2 separate regions of the Ovis aries genome follow, and region 2 is linked to region 1. A link is a contact called in public Hi-C data. All regions are on one chromosome and are shown on one strand. Each heading gives the region's core, a stretch centred on a gene start, on an enhancer-like site or on the middle of the called end of the contact. The rest is flanking DNA. Distances are from core to core; before and after follow the strand shown.

What was found. A called contact is a pair of places that touch in the nucleus more often than the background predicts.
Region 2: a Hi-C map of skin fibroblasts shows a contact between it and region 1, with 3 times the contacts expected there. The contact joins two enhancer-like sites. A contact is called at or near these places in 4 of 16 Hi-C or Micro-C datasets (hypothalamus, liver, skin fibroblasts and 1 more).

The regions. Positions count from the first base shown.
Region 1 is chr1:72,012,677-72,018,944 of ARS-UI_Ramb_v3.0, forward strand. The region is part of intron 1 of CNN3 (calponin 3); the gene reads right to left. Among named protein-coding and RNA genes, the nearest start is that of CNN3, 8.6 kb to the right of the region's middle. Within about 2 kb of position 2,380, at least 14 of the 54 cell types and tissues checked have an H3K27ac peak or open chromatin away from gene starts, as enhancers often do.
Region 2 is chr1:72,159,896-72,166,163 of ARS-UI_Ramb_v3.0, forward strand. All of the region lies in intron 2 of ALG14 (ALG14 UDP-N-acetylglucosaminyltransferase subunit), which reads right to left. The region is part of intron 2 of LOC121819814 (a long non-coding RNA gene); the gene reads left to right. Among named protein-coding and RNA genes, the nearest start is that of ALG14, 29 kb to the right of the region's middle. Within about 2 kb of position 2,281, at least 2 of the 54 cell types and tissues checked have an H3K27ac peak or open chromatin away from gene starts, as enhancers often do.

The DNA.
Region 1 (6,268 bases), core at 1,130-3,629:
CAGGCCAAGGAGAAACAGACCTCACCATCTTATTAGCTCTCAGGGGAGCTCCTCTTGGGGGTCCTTTTCTGCTTACTATGATGGAGTCTACCCATTGGAGAGATGGCTTTATACAATCAGCAAAGAACAGGATTGACACATCTTATTTTACATGTAGCATAGATGCTGGCTAGGGATAGTTCATGAGGGTCTTAAGATGTATTGTCTGTTCAAGCTATCACTGCCTTTTTTCTTCCCCCAAGAAAACTAGAGGGAAGGAATTTTCCATGAGGGCACTCTTGCATTTCAGCAGTAAAAACTAACTTCACATTGTACCTGATTGTAATGCAATCTGAGAGCACAGAAAGGGAGGGAAAAAGTGAGTTTCTCTGGAAGCACGGAAGCCTCCATCAGATGGCTACACCCAACACCAAGGTATCCCAGATGCTGTGTCGTGAAGGCTTGCTGGTCACCCAGGCACAAATAACAAAATCAACCCAACTTCACATCCTTTCCAATCAAGGGCCAAGGAAGGGAATGAAGAGACAGCAGTGCCCAGGCTGCAAAGGGGGCTCCAGGAGGACTAAGCAGAGAAGTGGCTGAATCAACAGTGTTTTCCACACGTAGGCCTTGGCCTGGACCCTCTTCTCCTGCTCCTGCTGAGTATGCCATCAGATATCAGGGGCTCTGTGAGAAGGGCAACACAGCACTTGCAACAGAAAAAGGGATGTCTTATCCACCTCGGTTCTGTTTCTCTGGTCCTCGTCCTTTTTATTGGGTTGGCCGAAAAGTTCATTCGGCTTTTTGAAACATGGGAAAATCTGAAAGAACTTTTTGGCCAGCCCAATACCTTCCCAGTTTTTCATGGCAAAGCTTCTTCTCTGTGCTGCTTTGCTCCCACCTGCCATGTGTATTGAGCCCTGGCCTTTATCCCGTCCATCAATGGACAAGCGCAATGAAATAAGCACATCTTCAGTTGAACCTGCTGCCAGCCTCAAACACGGTCTTGTTTCTCTTCTATATCACGACAGTCCTCTCCATTTCCTCTCTTAGTATTTATTCCTAAACCCCACTCCACTCCCATCAGAAATGTGCTCTACTGAAAATGGTCTCTTAAAAGGTCACCAGTGATCTTTCCATGGCCAAGTCCAGTGGCCTGTTTCCTTTTCTGGGCCTCTCTGCAGCACTCCTGGGGCCCCCTCCCACCTCTCTTCCTTCTGACTTCTTGTTAAAAGATCTGGAGCTTCCCCCTCTGGTCTGCCTTCTCCTCCTCCTCTGAGAGATGCCAATTTGCCCTGAGTTCTGACCTCAAATTAAAATGGTTAGGAGCATGAGCCCCGGAAACTGAATGCTCTATTTAGAATCTCATCTCTGCCATGCCCACTTCCTCACCTGTAAATCAGAGATCATTAATAACAACTCACATCAGAAGGTGCTGAGAAGGATCAATGACCTCATTTACATAAATCTTAAGACCCCAATAAATGTTAACCCTTCACTTTCTATCTACATTTTGCTGGCCACTCCTATCCAGCTACTCTTTGATAGCTATTTTGATAAAGTTATCATTTTGATGCCAACTGAGCTATTTTTAAAAAAATTACAGTCAAATAATTTATAAAAAGAGATGCCCTCACTCCATTCTTTAGCCTCATCTCATTGCCAACCCCCACTTGAGTCTGGTGGAGGTGACAGATGGGGGAGGGGCCACGAATGTCACTGAATCAAGACTTGAAAATAAAGAACTAAAGCCCGTGACTTGAATTTCGACAAGGTTGCTCACAGATAGTTTTGTCTGTTTTTAACATCAAGAGGAGATCTCCCTTCTTTTTTGAACCATTAGTGGGAACTAGTCAACTGTTTTTTAGGCAGCAAGTTGGCAATATCCATGAACATATTTAAATGTTGGATCAGAAGTTATACACTTTTCCACACAAGTGACTTTTTAAGGAAATATCCACCAGTATGGAAGTAATGAATAAATACATAATTGAAGTCCACATGATAGACTATAATTCAATTTCTAAAATGTCCAAATGATATTTAAAGGTGTACAAGCAGTTGGGTGGGGGTAAGGGATACAGAATACTTTCGCTTCTTTACTTTCATATTTTGGTACTGTTTGCATTCTTCCTGATAAATATTTCATTCATAAAATAAGGATCAAAAAAGAGAAGAGTTTCTCATAAGCAAAGAAGATGGCATCCCAAGGTAGATGCATCGTATTCATGCAGCGATGACTTGGCCAAGGTCACAGGCTTGGCAGGGATTCATCTGGACCATGCGTGGCTCCAAAGTCTGAGTCTTTTCCACCCCTGAATGTTCTCCCACTCCCACCCTTCTAACTAAGCTGAGACAGGAACTCTCTAAGCTAGCACAGGCAGCTCTGCGGCCTGCAGACAAAGGATTAAGAACTGAGAACGGGGTGGTGCCTTAGACTCTGTGGCTTAAAAAATCCTTCCAACTCAGGGAGATGTGAGAAGGCATCCAACAACAACCAGCACCATCAGTGCAGCAGATCGGTGCACCGTGAACTTGCTGCGGCTTCGATTCAAACCAGCCCCAGAATCTGTAGTCTTGAAGGGTGTTGCCAGCATGGTTCAAAAGTTCATAATAAGAGATTTGGCAGAGATGCCTCAGACCTAAAACATTTCAGTTCTTCCACTGGCCCTCATAAAAAGTAGCTTCCTTCCACATGCATGTTTTAGAAAATGCTGGAAAGGATGTCAACAGCAGAGTTGTCAATGAAAGGAGAAACAGAAAATGAAAAAAACAAAGTCCAGAGAGGAAGAAATTTAGGAACAAACACCTGGCAGGCAAAGCCCGTGTGTGTGTGTGTGCAAAGCCCGTGTGTGTGTGTGTGTGTGTGTGTGTCTGTCTGTCTGTCTGTCTGAGGTGAGGTTGCGGGAGGGGCTTTTATTCACATCTAGGCCTCTGAAGAAAGGGAAAGACAGAGACGAAGGCGTGTCCATTCAGGGGGAGAGATCTGGCTGTGGGAGCACTCTGAAGAGCCGCCCTAAGGTTCCAGCTCACCTCCTAAGGGCCAAGGACTCCAACAAGCTTAAAATGTGCTATTTCATATAAGTAGAGTTTCTATACTCAATTAGAAGTATGATTCCTGTTGCTATTTTTGCTTCCAAAGTAGAATCACATGTTGGAGTTATAAGAGACTCACTACACATGGTATTGATTATTTTCTCTATTTCCTCCCACGTGAAACAAAAGGAAGGAGGGAAAACTGCAATCATAAAGCGCTCTCTCCATCCAATTGAGGAGCCTTCTGCAGCACTAGGCAGGCAGAGAGGTTTTAAGATAATGATGAAAGATTAGTGTGCAAACATCTGAGAAGAGGAAAGAAGAAACAACAATGATATCATAGCAGTGTGCCTAGCCACTCAGCAGCTGGGGTCCCCTAGAAGACGTGTGGGCGAAGAGAGGAGAGGGCCATAAATGCTTAGGTTATGAATTGCCCAGAAGGCCTCCTCTCTTTGGACGCACATCCCTAATTCCTAACCTTCCCAGGGCGGATATGCCTGCCTCACACTCACACCCTGAAGCTTCCTGGTCCTGGGAGGAAGGAAGACGAAGAGGTTCCCTCCCTACCGACCTGGGGGAACCTAGGAATTAAGTCTTTTCTCCTCATGGACTTGCTTCACACAGGTCTAGGGAGAACCTTCCTAAGACCATTTAAGACTGAAGGCCTCCACTGACAATACTACAAGGTAAATATGCTTATCAGTCCACTGCAGAGGAATACCCACCCTGTCTGAAATCCAGAAATGAAAGGTGTATCTTGTCTAACAGAAATCAATTTCTTAGGAAGAAAAAGCAAAGTACTGGTACACCCAGAAAGCGAGGCCTCTAGCTCTACAAAGAAGTCCATGGCCCTGAGGGCGGTGTGACACGCGGGACACAGCCCAGGGTTCACTGCAGGACTCCACTACAGGCTGCTGGGGGAGGTGTGGATCAGGACGCAGGAGCAGAGCACAGTCCTGAGTTAGAAATAGAGAGATATTGCTGGCTCTGGAGCCCCCTATCTGCCAGAAGCCTCATTCAGACACAGATTGGTGCATGAATGTTCAAGTTCTCAAGATAATCTCAAAATCTAGAAGGTAAAAGAAGCTGGGGAGAACACAGGACTGAACCTAACCAGCAGAGCAAAATGGAACAATTACTAACATGTACATATGTGTACTTTGGGTTCTAGGTATTATTTGAAACATGTTACACAGATTATCTTGCTTATCTCACCCCAAACCCTACGGACAGGTACTAGCATATCCACACTTTACAGATGAGACACTGAGAGGTTATTTGCCCAAAGTCACAGGGTAAGAGGCAGAACCAAGATTAGGAGCCAGTCAGAGCCTCCAGGGCTACCAGGTTCTACTTTCTCATGGAGAAGAACTTACAGGGGACCCGCCTGACATCTTCAAGTTCACAAAGATTCCCATGGTCATGTTTCCATAAAATGTGCAAAATATTTTTTTTTGGTAATGATGAACTCTAAATTGTATAAGCTTCAGGCCCCACAAACAGCGTGAATCAACTGCAGGCTCAAAAAACTCTTATCAAAAACCTAAGCACAAGTACATGAGTAACAGTTAAGAGCCCACATGGCTAGAGCTCAGAGTTCAGGAAAGCCAAGGCACATTGTATACGCTATAGAAGGATGCCTAGAAGAAAATCAAACCTGCGAAAAAATTCTAACAAGCTCCTTCCCATGACCTAGTCATATTGAGATGAGAAATAAGCATTTCCCCTCTCTCTTAGATATAATGGTCATGACTGGCTGAAAAATTGAAACCACCCAACTGTGCTTTTTTTCTTTTAATGTAATATATATTAACTGGGGTTCCTGATATGTTGTGCAGTGAAAGAAAACAATTACTGATCTCATGATTCCACTTGGAAAGGGAAAACACCTACAAAATAGAGGATCTGACTCTTGTTGATGGCTGCAGCAAGGTCTTCACTGTCAAGCTCACTTTGGGGATTTTAAAGGACAGAGGTAGACAAATAGCACAATTTCCACAAAGAAAAGAATGTAAAAAGCTGTAGATCATAGGATAGTGAGTTTGATAATGATCCTCATTAATATTCCAGAGTAAATAATTCTGAGTACTTTAAATGGGTAACAGGTACCTCTTCTCAGTTCAGCAAATTGTGTTTTCTTTGGGTTTCCCTCGTTGCTCAGTCAGTAAAGAATCTGCCTGCAATGCAGGAGGCCTGGGTTTGATTCCTGGGTTGGGAAGATCCCCTGGAGAAGGAAATGGCAACCCACTCCAGTATTCTTGCCTGAAGAATTCCATGGACAGAGGCACCTAGCAGGCTACAGTCCATGGGGTTGCAAGAGTCGGACATGACTTAGCAACTAAACCACCAACCACCATTTTAAATGGGTAGCAGGTACATCTTCTCAATTCAGCAAACTGTTTTTCCTTTAATTGTTTTGGTCAAGACAGGAAAACAAACCCTGAAAGCAGGCAAACTGCAATGGTACAGCCCCGCCAGGACTGGCACATATCCAGGTGGGCTGAAGGGCCTCTTCACAGGCGGCCTTTTGGGAGATGACCCGACAGAGTCTTGCAGAGGGGATCTCTACTGTTCCTCCCTAACCTGGGAGTCTAAGAAAGAACTTCAACAACAAGAAGGAATTATCTCAGTGATAAATTTTCAGTGTAGTAATAACAATGAAAAGAAACTGAAGAAAAATTAACTATAAAAATCACCACATCCTTCAAAAATTTCACACTTGTACCATAGAATTTCTTTACATAGACTTCTCAAACACTGCTACTTTCCAGTTTCTAGAGACAGTAAAACCCATTCCTGATTAATAAATTCATTAAATCAATAAATACTTATTGGGCATCCATTATGTGCCAAGTTGTATTCTAAAAGATAGATTTTTGAGATATCTCACCAGTGAATAAGACAAAGATTCTACTGATGGTATAAGGAGATAATAAAAAGTTCTAAATTAAAAAGCTATTACTGAACCGTAAAGTGAAAAAAAAGCTAAAGCTAAACCTATCCATACATTTTTATCAGGATTCTCTAGCAGCAAAACAAGGCGGACCACCTTAGAGCACAATTTACATCAGGAGTCCACTATCACCCTGGGGTTACTCTGATCAGTGAGCAAACTGCTTGTCCAAATGGCACTGGACTGGCAGGCTGGCAGGGTCTCAATGGGACATTTGGTAATAATATTTAACTGGACATGGAACAACAGACTGGCTCCAAATAGGAAAAGGAGTACATCAAAGCTGTATATTGTCACCCT
Region 2 (6,268 bases), core at 1,031-3,530, 150 kb after region 1:
GACCCAGGGGAAGTTCTTCCTTTGAGAAATGCTGTGGACTGCTAACCTGGCCCTCAATCCATTCTGCTAGGGCAAGAAATATATACTTGCTTTGGTGTTCCTCTGTTTACTAGGCTTTTCTATAACATCTTGAAACTCAACTATTATATTTGCTACCAAAACAGGATACTTACTCCTGCACTCCCAAACCAGAAATTGACAAATGAACAGGAGACTCTGTCATAAGCAGATTTCCTGAATAGACATGAAGATCTATGTCGGCACTAGCAGAGACGAGGGCTGGTGGGGGGTACTGTCCCCATTTCCTTCTTCCCAAACCTCTACACACATTCCTGTCTACCCACTTCTTCCCTACATCCTTGCCACTTTCATCCAAGCCATCACCACCTCTCACTATTACAATTCCCTCTTAATTCATCTCTGCTTCTCCTCTTGCTCTCCTTCATTTTATCCTTCACAGAATCTCCAGAGCGATCTTTCCATAATGTACAGCAAGGCTTTCCTTTCATTCTCCTGCTTAAAGCCCTCCAAAGGCTTACCGCTGCACTTGGGATGAGATCCAACTTTCTTACCACTGCCTCCAAGGTCCCATGTAGTCTGGTGCCGGCTTACCTCCCCAACAGCCCCCTGCTCACCCTAACCACACCGGTCTCCTTTCTGCTGTTTGAATGTGTCAGACTCATTCCTTCCTGAGGGCCTTTGCTGCTTCTTCTGAGCGGTCTGCCTTAGCCCTGGACTGTCTCCTAGGAAGCTCCTTCCTGCAAGTCAGGTTTCTCTCTAATGTTCTCTCCTCAGAGAGGATTCAGTTCTCCTCCATCAGCCCCTCCCCGACCACACTGCCTTCTTTTACCATCTTCACAGCAGTTCTCGGTAACGCAAATTAACTTGTTCGTGATGGTTTGCTCCCAGCCTCATTCTCCAGGGCAAGAATGCCAAGGAAAGGACAGGATTCTGTGATGCTGGCACACAGCACGGTGCTTCATGAGTCACACATGCTCTCCACCACTGAGTAGATAAACAAGTGTCACTACCATTTCTAGAAGTCCCAACCTGTGGTCTCTGCTGCAGAGGATAATGGTTCTTTATCTCATAAAGCACCAATTAACCCCATCTCCTCATTTCACAGATGAGGAGTCCACTTTCCCGGGGGACAGAGCCAGCAAGTGGTAGAGCCAGGACTGGAACCCCAGCCTTGAGGCCCTAAGCCTTCCTGCTAAGAAGCCTGACTCCCCAACACACAGCTAGTTGAATCAGCCTGGAGCTGTGCTTCCCGGCCTCCTGTCTGTTTCTGAGACAGCCAGCTACCCATCCTGACCCATTTTCTCTTCTTGCTCTGCGCGGCAAGCCGCCTGCCCCGTGCGTCCCCAGCCTGCCACCCTGGACTCCGCGCGGCAACCCGCCTGCCCCGTGCGTCCTCAGCCTGCCCGGAGTGTGCTGCAGCTCTCTGGGAACTGCTCTCCTGGCCTCCTTGCTCGTCTCTGTGCTTCCCTCCTCTCTGTGGGTTCGTGCTCCGCTCTGCACTGTCGGTTTGGCACCCCTCCCCCACCTACCACTGTTACCAGTGACTCCCTCCTCTGCCCCCAAGCCTTTCTGGGGAAAATTCAGGACAAAAACGCAGGGCCTTAGAAATCTTCAGACTTTTCTGTTGAATATTAGACCCCGAGTCCCTGTTGGCAGGTTCTGCCGTTTTGCTGTTGCTCCTACCTGGCAGCCAACTAGGTCACACACTCCTAGAAAGTATGTTGTAGTTGAGTCCTTTCTCTCTGTGCAGGTCAACATGGCCACCCTGCAGTATGTGTCTATCTTGCAATGTGATCCAGTTTCTTTCTCACAACTGGCAGTGATATCAAAGACAAAGAGAGGCTCTCTCTTATTCTCTCTTCACCATATAGTTAGAGACATCCTTTCCATCTATCTATATAAGCTTTCTCATTAAGAAGTGGCAGGGACCAGGCTTACATTACTGTGTAGCCCACAGAGCCTCCCAGTGTTCCCCACACATACTTGATTGATGTATAACCAAAGCCACAGCAAAGGCAGAATGGTTAAGAGTTAAAAAAAAAAAAAAGAGTAATAGATTTTTTTTTCAAGCTTCTAGTTTGTCTGGAATTATATGGAACCCTAAGTGAAATGCTAAGGGTATACGACAACTTGTAACTTTCAAAGTGTCTTTCAGAATTACATCACTACTAAAAACCACAAACATATCTGGCTTTAGATTTGTGACAAGCTAAATAGGAGTTTATAGTGATTTAGATGGAAATAATTCCACCAAGGAATCCAGATGGCATCATAAACCACAACAGAGCAGGTCAAGTGGTCTATGAAGTCATTCTTTGCTGCTACCACACACTGAAACGTACAATACATTTATTATTTAGGGAATGCCACACTAGTGCAGAATCTTGGAAACAAGACAAAATGAAAATGGTAAAATTCTATTCAACCAAAAATGGTTTCAGCTTTCTTTCATAACTGCTCTTTTTAATAATGAAAAGTATAATATACAGTAAAAGTATGTTGGATGATTCACCCAACTATTCTGAAATCAAGATGACCATAATTTACCAAAAAAAAAAAAAAAAAAGGTTTTATATGCATGTCCTTCCAGAACTTGGTAGCTGCTCACTTCACGGCAGATGATGATGATGCACCGTGAAGTGACTTAGGATGAATGAGCTGTGGGTTCCAAGCCAGGTTCCGCTCAGATAATCAGCTCTGAAACCCGGGTGATTTAGCCTCTCTGGACCTCAGGTCTCTCACTGGAAAGCAAGGAGGCCTGGCTGAGATCAGGGATCCTTAACCCATTACGATCCCACAACTGGTTCTCAAGCTTGACTCGTCAAAGAAGACAAGGCTGCTGCTCCAGCCCTGCCTCACGACTTGCAGCCACTCCTCACTTCACCTTGAGAAGCTCTTTTCTTACGTGGAGGTCTCAGGCTCCAGGGAAATAAAAAAGAAGTTTGTTCTTGAAACAATTATGGGAGTCTGGCCCAAAAGATTTCTAAAGTCCTTCATAATGAACATTAGTTGTCCTTTTCCAGACTTTTATTAACTCTTTCTTTTGCCAGCAATAATCCGATTTTTCCTTTGGGTAACACACTCTTGCTCACATTCGCAGTCAGATGCTTTTGGTGGGATTTTAGCCCGTCTCCTTAACCCCCAACCTGTAGCTCCAAGAGTAGACCTGGAATAGCTTTAGCACCAGGGAACAACGCTCACCTCTGGCTGTGATGATGAGCTGAAAGATGGGAACATGACCCAGCTGGAGATCATTAGGCAGCAGATGTTAGCATGGATTTTTGGGAAAAGATGCTTTATCTCTCCCTCTCCTACATCCTATAAGAGACCTTCTTCTTCCTTAGACAGTTAGGGCAAAGACATGAAGCCAGGAGGTGCTAATGCTCTTTGCTCCCCTGGAGGGAGAGTCAGGGGCTGCTGGAGGCAGCACTGGGGGGCCCCATGGCGGTGATGACTCTGCGGAGGATGGAGCAGAGACACGCCGCTATCTTTGGTGACCTCCCTGGGCAGCTGGACCAAGTCTTGCCAGAAACAAGACTGAATTTTTCCCATGTCGTAAGTCAACACATTCTCTTTATTGTTCGAGCCAGTTTTGAGTTTTGTTTTAGGGCACTTGCAGTTGAAACACCCTTCCTTTTAGCTTTAAAATGGTATGAATTTAAAGACTGTTTTCTTCTGTTTAAAAAGGAAAATATATTCAAATCATAGATGAAGCAGTCATTTACAACACTGGCTATCAGAGCTGGACTCTTCATTGTAAGCTCAGATAAACTCCCAAGAGCACCTACTAGGTGACAGAACTGGGCTGGGAGCACAGGGGTAAGTAAAATATTTATAAGGAACTCACTGCCAACTGGGAGAGTGACACAGGACAACTAATAATTGCAATCAGAGAGACTGATACAATAAGAGACAAAATTAATAAAAATAATGTTAGCACCAAGTAAGAAATGATGAATTAATACTTTGAAAACTAAGTCAAGCTTTAAGGATGAGCTGTTTTATCTAACTTGGAAGAATATGAGATTTACCATGTCTAGCAGAGGGGGAAAGAGGTTCTTCTGGCATGTTCACAGCAGGGAGGCATGGAGTGGCATGGAATACCTGGGGAACTAGATTTTGGCATGTAAAGAGCAGAGAGCAGCAGCAAATGGAGCTTGAGAAGTAGGCCCCCAAAGCCATGCTAAAGAGTATGTGCTCAAATCTAAAGGCAAAGCGGAGATACTGAAGATGCTAAAAAGGAGAGTATGAAGAGAGTGGATAGAGGGGCCCTGCTGAGGGTTCTCAACCAGAGAAGGGGAAGCATTTGGGAGAAACTGAAATATACCAGGAGAATGATGCTGAAGGCCTAATGGATACTCATAACACTAAGGCGAAGGACTGGAGAGGGCAAGAGGCGGGGATCAGGGATTTAAGGAGGATGCGGAGCTTGGGGTGACTCTCAGGTTTCTAGGGGAGTGATGGTAAAAGGGGAAACAGACTGAGAGCGTATCATTATGGTTTGGTTTTGAGCATAATTTTGAGTCAGAAAAACACTCTAAGGACAAAATATATCAGTGTTAGAGAATGTGCGTGCTAAGACGCTTCAGTTGTGTCCGACTCTTTGCGACCCTACAGACTGTAGCCTGCCAGGCTTTTCTGTCCATGGGATTCTCCAGGCAAGAATACTGGAGTGGGCAGCCACGGCCTCCTCCAGAGGATCTTCCCAACCCTGGGATCGAACTCACGTCTCTTATGTTTCCTGCATTGGCAGGCAGGTTCTTACCACTAGCGCCACCTGTTAGAGAATACATACAGGTAACTTTCAGGTTGAAATGGGACAGACAAGGATTTGTGCAGGAACATGGGCAATGGACTAACTTGGCAGGGTGGTAGACAGGGTAAGACAACTGGGAATCTAGGAAAAGGCAGGGTTGGGAAGTCTAGACTCTAGGCAGGCGCCGACAAGTCTCAGGGTAACCTGGCTTGGAGCAGAGGCCTCATTTGTCTCAGACAAGTCAGACTTGACAGCCAACGGTGGGATCACGGATGCCTGTTGAGGATCCCTGGCCTCAGCCAGGCCTTCTGGCTTCATTCACAGTGAGAGGCTGAGGTCCAGAGAGACTAAGTTGCCCAAGGTGAGAGAGGTGGTTAGTCATCAGCAGGACCCAGCTTGAAACCCAGAGCTCCTTTGTCATAGGTCGTCACTTTCTACCGTGACTCAGGCGCCTCTCACATCCCTGAAGGACAAGTGAACACCGCTGGCACCCCTCTTCCACTTTCGCCTCCTTCTAGTGGTCAGCTCTTTCATCAGCTGGTGAATGAAACCACCGCTGATCAGCCTCACTACTTGCAGGGCTTAGAACTATGTTGTCCCTGGCAGAATTGTGACTACTGGCTCCAGAATTATTTCCTGGAGCTTAAAGACTAAAAGGGACCAGAGAGTCTCCATTTGTGCAAAAGGAAGGATAAAAGGAAACAGGCCACATCCTGATTTCGTGTCAACAACAACAAAAATTACTGTATGCTTGGGCCCATGAATTTTTAAAGCATGCTATTTATGTAAATATTTAAATTCAAACACTGGTTATTATAACATCTTTAATTTGCTTTAAAATGGAGAAATAACAGCATCATACTGTAAAATGTTACCAGCTCTGCATGCTGTAAGAAGCCCATACAAATTTCATTGGCACAGGGAAGAAGTTAAATTACCTGAAGGTTGAAATAACTGCAATATGCTATTTACAGTTACTTTAATAACACCAATTCAGAATCTGATTCAAAGAAAGTTTAAACTAACTTGCCTTTGTTGTAGAGATGGAGGATGCGACAATTAAGATTTGGGAAGGAGTTTAAGAGATTAAGCCACTTAAATTACTTGAGAACCATATATTATACATCTATCTGATGTACTGTTTTAGAAAGAATCATTTATTCACTGAAAGAGCCACGGCAGGATCTCTAAGTGCAATACATTTTAGATACTTTCTATTTAAGGTATCTCAGGTGTCTAGAATGATCCTCTTCCAAATTAGAGATATTTTTTTACCTTCACCTATAATTGAATATAGTTAAGGTCCACTATAAAGAGGAAAAGTGCCTGTATACACTGGTCACACTCTAAAAAGGTAAATATGTTAAACCATGAACTGTAACACACAATTCAGAAACTGAAACAAAACCCCATAACTGCTTTTACACAGTTCACAAACTTACTTCTTTTAGGACTGCAGGGGAATTATGTAAGAGAGATACCAAGTGTATT